Regions from separate parts of the Zea mays genome. Here region 1 is linked to region 2. A link is a contact called in public Hi-C data. All regions are on one chromosome and are shown on one strand. The core of a region is the stretch at or near the end of the contact, and the rest is flanking DNA. Distances in the headings are between cores, read along the strand shown. Region 1 holds the start of LOC100272665 (Short-chain dehydrogenase TIC 32 chloroplastic). Region 2 holds the start of LOC103638962 (translocase of chloroplast 120, chloroplastic).

Region 1 (3,339 bases), core at 657-3,156, 650 kb after region 2:
CCCTTGCTAGTAGTGAAAAAATTCTTCTTTATTGAATCAAATTTGATGTCCTTTTATTAAGTTTCATTAGCATTTTTGTTGTTTTATTCCATATAAGTGCTAGGTTCACATAATCATATTCATTGTCATTTGAGCTCTCGAGATTATGTTTGATTTTTGTTTTACCCTTCTTCTCATGGTTGGCCTTGAGAGCCAAGTCCTTATTTTTGTTTGAAGAGAAGCCATCTTGAGTATTGATATGCATGTACACTTCATGTGCGTTGATCTTTCCCAACAATTGAGCATGGTGGTGGATAGATCAATTGGATGAAGCACAGTGAAAATGTGCCCATACTTATCAATTTGGAGAATATTTAGGTTTTTTCTCACAACGTTCGATTGTGTTAATTGGGTGAGTCCCAACCCATTGATTTCTTCTAGAAGAACATTCAAATGAGAGTACATGCTATTAGCATTTTCATGAGGAAACATCTCAAACGACTTTAGTTTCTTCATGATTAGCTAACATAGTTTTCCATGCTCACTTTGTCCCCTCATGGAGTGCATATTTCCAACCATAGTGCATGGGTGTCTATAACACTTGAAATCCTATTTTGAGATTTATAAAAAGTTTCTCCAAAAGATTTAGGATAAAATGTCTTCTAATAATGATTTCCTTCCTTTATAAAGTACATCTCTCTAAATTAAAATAAACAATAATAAGTAAGAATTTGGTATTCAAAACTTAGATCCAAAACTTAAAACTAAAAGTTGGAGCAACAAATAAAAGAGTGAATTTCAATCTATTTATTATTCCCTTTATATAATTAAAGCACTCTTTAAAAAATGTTTGGAATAAAATAATGCAGGGCAGAGGTTATATATTAACTTCTACTAAAACTTAACAAGTAGTAAATATTAAATTGTGGAAGAACCTTTAATTTTACATTCAAAATAGTATTTCCTAATAATGTGTGTTCCATAAATTAAGCATTTCACTAAAATGAATTACTAAAATAATGTAAAACTATATGAATATTGTTGCATCATATGCTGCATATTTGTTTGTGCATTTAATTGAGTTTGAAAATTCTCTTTAATTTTACCTGCTTCCCCCTAATAACAAATAACACTAATTGCGCGTGTTGACTAAAATAATTGCCTCTGCTGACTCTTGGTCACGCTCGTCGTCAGGTACCGTCACTTGCTCTAGTATTTGGGCCATAAAATCTATAATATGATAGTGTTTATTTCATTTCACTTATTGCGTGAATTACACATGAAATCACTATAAGTATCTAAGTTTCAACATAATCAATACTTCACTTTATCATTTTCATGTAAGACTTGAGGTTATATTCTTATATAATGTTTATTAGTCTTGGTAACTTATTTGCATTTCGATGATTTTATAAAAAATAAATTAATAATACGCACATTGCCTAAAAATTCATGATTTTTTATAAAAACGTAACATATGTACACATATAATGCTAAGAAAATGTTTGAACTCAATGAGTTAATAAATGATTACAACCACGATATGTGTGGAATAATGTCTTATATTGTATCTAACAAAAAATTCGTTAACAACAATATCCGTGTCCGACTAGTTCCGTATTCGACACACAGCTATTTGTATTTGTATCCGAAAACATTCGTATTCGTATTCGTATCCGAAGTTATCCGTATTCAAATTTAAATCCAAATAAAAATATAAAAACAAATATGATTTCAGTGATATCCGTTATTATTTGATCTGATTATATCCCTGCTTCCCCTAATAACAAATGACACTGTTTGCGCGTGTTGACTAAAATAATTGTCTCTGCTGACTTCCGGTCACGCTCGCTGTCAGATACCATCGCTTGCTCTAGTATTTATGTTGGCCCATCCCCCACCTAATAACAAACTAGAGAGCCCTGACGAATCTTCTTCGTGATGTGGTGGTTCTACCGCAAAGGACCCTCCGGCTTCTCTGGCGCCTCCACGGCCGAGGAGGTCACCGCCGGCGTCGACGGCCACCTTCTGGTCGCCGTCATCACAGGTACATATACTTACCTCGCATCCCAGCTGGTCGCTCGTATGATCACAGCCGGACCATCCCACGGCGGTCGGGCTTTGTGATATATGAGCGACGCGCCACCGCGGGCCTGGCCGGCCGCGCCGGACTTGCAAGCTGGAACGACCTAGTTTTGGAGACTGTCATTTACGGCAAAACAATGCCATATATGAGCTGAGCCTGAGCGCTCGCGCGCTCTGCAGGTGCGACGAGCGGCATCGGGCTGGAGACGGCGCGCGTTCTGGCGCTGCGCGGTGTGCGCGTCGTCATGGCCGTCCGCAACGTCTCAGCCGGGCTCATGGCCAAGGATGCCATCGTGGCCAAGACCCCCGACGCAAGAATCGACGTTCTGGAGCTGGACCTCAGCTCCATAGCTTCCGTGAGGAGATTCGCCTCCGAGTTCGACTCTCTCAAACTGCCCCTCAACATTCTCATGTAAGAAGGGCGAACAAATCTTTCTAGTCTTAGGTTTTGTTTGGATTGTCGTTAGCTGATAGAATTTAGCTAGCTAATAGTATATGACTGATATTAATTCTAGCTAACTATTAGCTACGAATAGGACCGGTAAAAAAGCTCGGACTCGATGAGTGGGCTCGGAATGGCTTGGTGTTTAGAATGAGTCGAGATGAGTCTATTTTTCTAGCTCGAGAAAAGAGCGTTCCATTTCGGATTCTCGGCTCGGTGACTCGTGAGCTAGCTGGTGACTTGACCATACAATAATTTATTACATAAAGTTCTAATTAGCATATAGTGTTAGTACTAAATAGACGATTAGTTTATGTTTCTTAAGATTACTTAAAAAAATTAACTTGTTTTCTATATTATATTAGTGATATATTTAATTTACTTATTTAATATATGTTACTTAAATTATTTTTGAGATTTTATATTATATTTTGGAAAGCGAGTCCGCGCTTATGGTAAGGCTCATTAGCTCGACGAGCCGAGCTAACCCAACTTTTTAGGCTCAAACCTCTAGTAATGTAAAACCCATAATATATACTCTTTATGTGCTAGGCATTTCCAACTCATAAGCTACGCTTTCTGTAGCTATTAATTAGTGTGTCAACTAAGCAAAAACCTGATATATCACTACAGTTTTGAAAGAGATAAAAGAAAATAATTTCATATCAGTAAAGTATATCTAAAGGAAAACTAAGATATAAAGGTATATGTGATTAATTGGTAGACGATATAAGAGGGAAGATAGATAATTGGATGAACATTTCATTTCTAAAAATATATCCATTAATAAGAGCATAGTTTTTTTTTTACCGGTAACTTTTATATTAATCTAT
Region 2 (2,948 bases), core at 357-2,856:
AGCATATTGAATCACACTCAACTAAAATAAAAGGTAGAGCCTATAGTGGTTCCAGCACCAGATGAATTGGATCTGAGGGTAAAAATTCTAGGAAGATTGAAGCATGTACCTTGATAAAACAGTGCTAACAGAGATGTGTCGTGCATACAAATTTTTTACTTCCGTCGCAACGCACAGACACATACCTAGTAAATATATAAATGTGGATCCTGAGAGGATGGTGGGTTGATTATAAAGAAATGGTTGGACTTTTTTTTTTAAATTAACGACAGTGAAACCGTAACAAGCAAAACAAGTGCTTTAATATATTAGAGAATAGAAGAGATAGCCATACTGTGTTAATTATCTGTGTTATACGTTAATTGTCTTTGTGTTAAACCGTAACCAGCAAAATGAGTGCTTTAATATATTAGACAATAGAAGAGATAGCCGCACTGTATTTAGGGGGTGTTTGGTTAGAGGGACTAAAGATTAGTCTCTAGTTTTTAGTCCCATTTAGTCTCTTTTTTGCCAAACACTAGGACTAAAATATGGACTAAAATGATTTAGTCTTTAGTCCTTCACATATGTGCTAAAAGGGACTAAATCTTAATTCCACATTTACCCCTAATTTAGTTCAATTGTACTAATAGCAGGAGAATGTTAAAGGTCATTTAAGTCTTCTTATGAGTTATTTAGTACATTCTTACTATTTTTAGCCCCTAAAACCAAACATGTTAGGGACTAAACTTTAGTCCCCTAACTAAACTTTAGTCACTAGACTAAAGAAACCAAACATGACCTTATTCTTTTGCGAGTTTTTAAATTTGTTAATTGTCTGTGTTATACGTTAATTGTCTTTGTGTTATAATATTTTTTTTGCCATTGTCTAACTATAGAAAAACATAAATTTTATTTGTCTTTGTGTCGATATATGCTGATATGAAAATTACAGATTATACCAATATAAATTACAACAAACTAAAATGTAATCTTATATAAAATACATGCAACAAAATTCAAGCACGTGAATTTTAACAACTTCAAATTTATGATATTATATCTCTACTCTTTTAAAGCACGAGTTTCGTACGTAGTGCGTCACGCGCGAATCGTGTAGATTTGTTTTTCTCTGTCACATCTCGCCTAATTAGATATGATAAACAAAATCCGAGCGCTTTCTTTCCCTCTTCGTTGTTGCTGTCGTATATTAACTCAACTTCTCATCTCTTTGTCATCTTCGCTCCTCTCACTCATTCCACACCACAATAGAGGATATCGACCTTCCTCCTCGGTAAGAGTTTCGAACCGCTATCGCGACTCTTCACCGTCGTGCACCTTTATAGACAGCGGGGCCAGCGAACAGCCGAGTGAGAGGAGGAGAAGACACTTCGAATCCTGAGTTTAGTTTTGTAAAGTTGTTGGCAAATAATTTATGAGATATTAAGGTCAATGATAATATATATTACTCGTTTTTACATAGTTATTGTGCATCTATATTTTATTGAATTACGGGCATCGTACTGTTTTATTTTAAAGTTGCCGCTAAAATGTTTTTTTTTTTTGCGATTCCAAATTTTGTTTGGTTGCAGAAAAGCATATCTCCAGGGTTTTAGCAGAGCCCAGTAAGTAAAAACGGCGGAGGCATACAAACCGGCTTGCGACTTCTCTCTCATTGGCGTCGTCGCTGGCTCGCTGCCTGACTCTCATCGTCAGTTCGTCACCACCCTCCTTTTTCCTTGTAGCGACGGCTCCTTTTTCCTGGTAGCGACCGAACTGCGCTAGCGATCCCGTTTTCCCACGCCGCCGTCGCCTCCAACCAGGTTGGTTTGGTAGCCGCCACCTCCCTCCGGATCCGTCCACCACAATCTTTTTGTATGTTCCAGACTTCACCACAATATATGTACGTTTTTTTTACCTTCCTGTTGCTGCCGTAGTGTCGTTTGATCCGTTCCGTTTTCTCTTGATGTCGGAGTAGGGTTTCGCTCCTTCCGCCGTCGGGTGTGATCCATGGAGAACGGCGGCGGCGTCAGGGAAGGGCGCCCGGAGCATCGGGCGGGCGAGAACGGCGGAGTCGCCGCGGAGGAGGAATCCGTCTTGAAGGCAGCCACTTTGGCGGGTGAGGGCAATTGTGTTGTGGCGGTGGAGGTCTGGGATGAGGGGGACGTGCCGCTGGGGCAGGATGGTGGCGGAGATGAGGCTGGGGAAGAAAACCGGGGCCCCGGAGAAGGTGCAGTGGAGTCTGCGGTGGTGACGGGCGATCACCAGCCATTGGTGACGCCGAACACCAGAGTGGCCGGACAGCGTGGGGCAGAGAAGTGGGACGAGGACGACACTCCCAGTTTCGTAGATGTGGAGGAAAGTTTTGCTGATGATGTGAATCAAGACCATGTGAATGAGAATGTCATGGGGCAATCTTTCAGGGAGTACATGGTCACATCTGTTTTGGCTGATCGTGAAAAGGAGAGGTTAGACAACGACCACAATTTTTTTTCAAATCCTGGTGACAAGGCTGAGGTCGCTGCACATTCTGGGAGCGAGTATGAAGATGTAAAAGGTGGTACTTTGGCGCATCAAAGCAAAAATCATCCAGGGAAGAGCACAGAAGAGATTGCTTCCTCTCATAGCAGGCCAGAGTTGGTCACAAATTCTGCAGCTGAGCCTGCTGTTGTAATTGAGGAGTTGGATGACTCAAGCTCCTCAGATGATGAGAATACTGCGACCTCTGCTCCCCCTGCACAATCCTCAAGTGGGAGTTCTACATCTGCACAACCCAGCAGTGCTGCTTCTGCTCGTTCTACTAATGGTCCCTCTCTGATATCTCGTCCTGCTGGCCTTGGATCATCCTCTTCCCTATCGCAGCCTCCTGCCCGTTCTGTTCAACAGGTCCGTGCCAGCAGGCCAGCCGCTGTGGATAAGGGAACCCAGGAGGCTACTGAGTCTGCCGAGGATGATAGAGATGAGAATGA

What was found. Hi-C and Micro-C count contacts between places; a contact is called where the count stands out from the background.
Region 1: a contact with region 2 is called in a Hi-C map of leaf, with 4 times the contacts expected there. The contact joins the promoter of LOC100272665 here to the promoter of LOC103638962 in region 2. A contact is called at or near these places in 2 of 25 Hi-C or Micro-C datasets (leaf and tassel).

The regions. Positions count from the first base shown.
Region 1 is chr9:123,533,346-123,536,684 of Zm-B73-REFERENCE-NAM-5.0, forward strand. It overlaps LOC100272665 (Short-chain dehydrogenase TIC 32 chloroplastic), which reads left to right and starts at 1,907. Exons shown (of 8, transcript NM_001359667.1): 1 at 1,907-2,026; 2 at 2,245-2,476. The coding sequence starts at 1,921.
Region 2 is chr9:122,885,997-122,888,944 of Zm-B73-REFERENCE-NAM-5.0, forward strand. It overlaps LOC103638962 (translocase of chloroplast 120, chloroplastic), which reads left to right and starts at 1,607. Exons shown (of 2, transcript XM_008661744.4): 1 at 1,607-1,802; 2 at 1,958-2,948. The coding sequence starts at 1,990.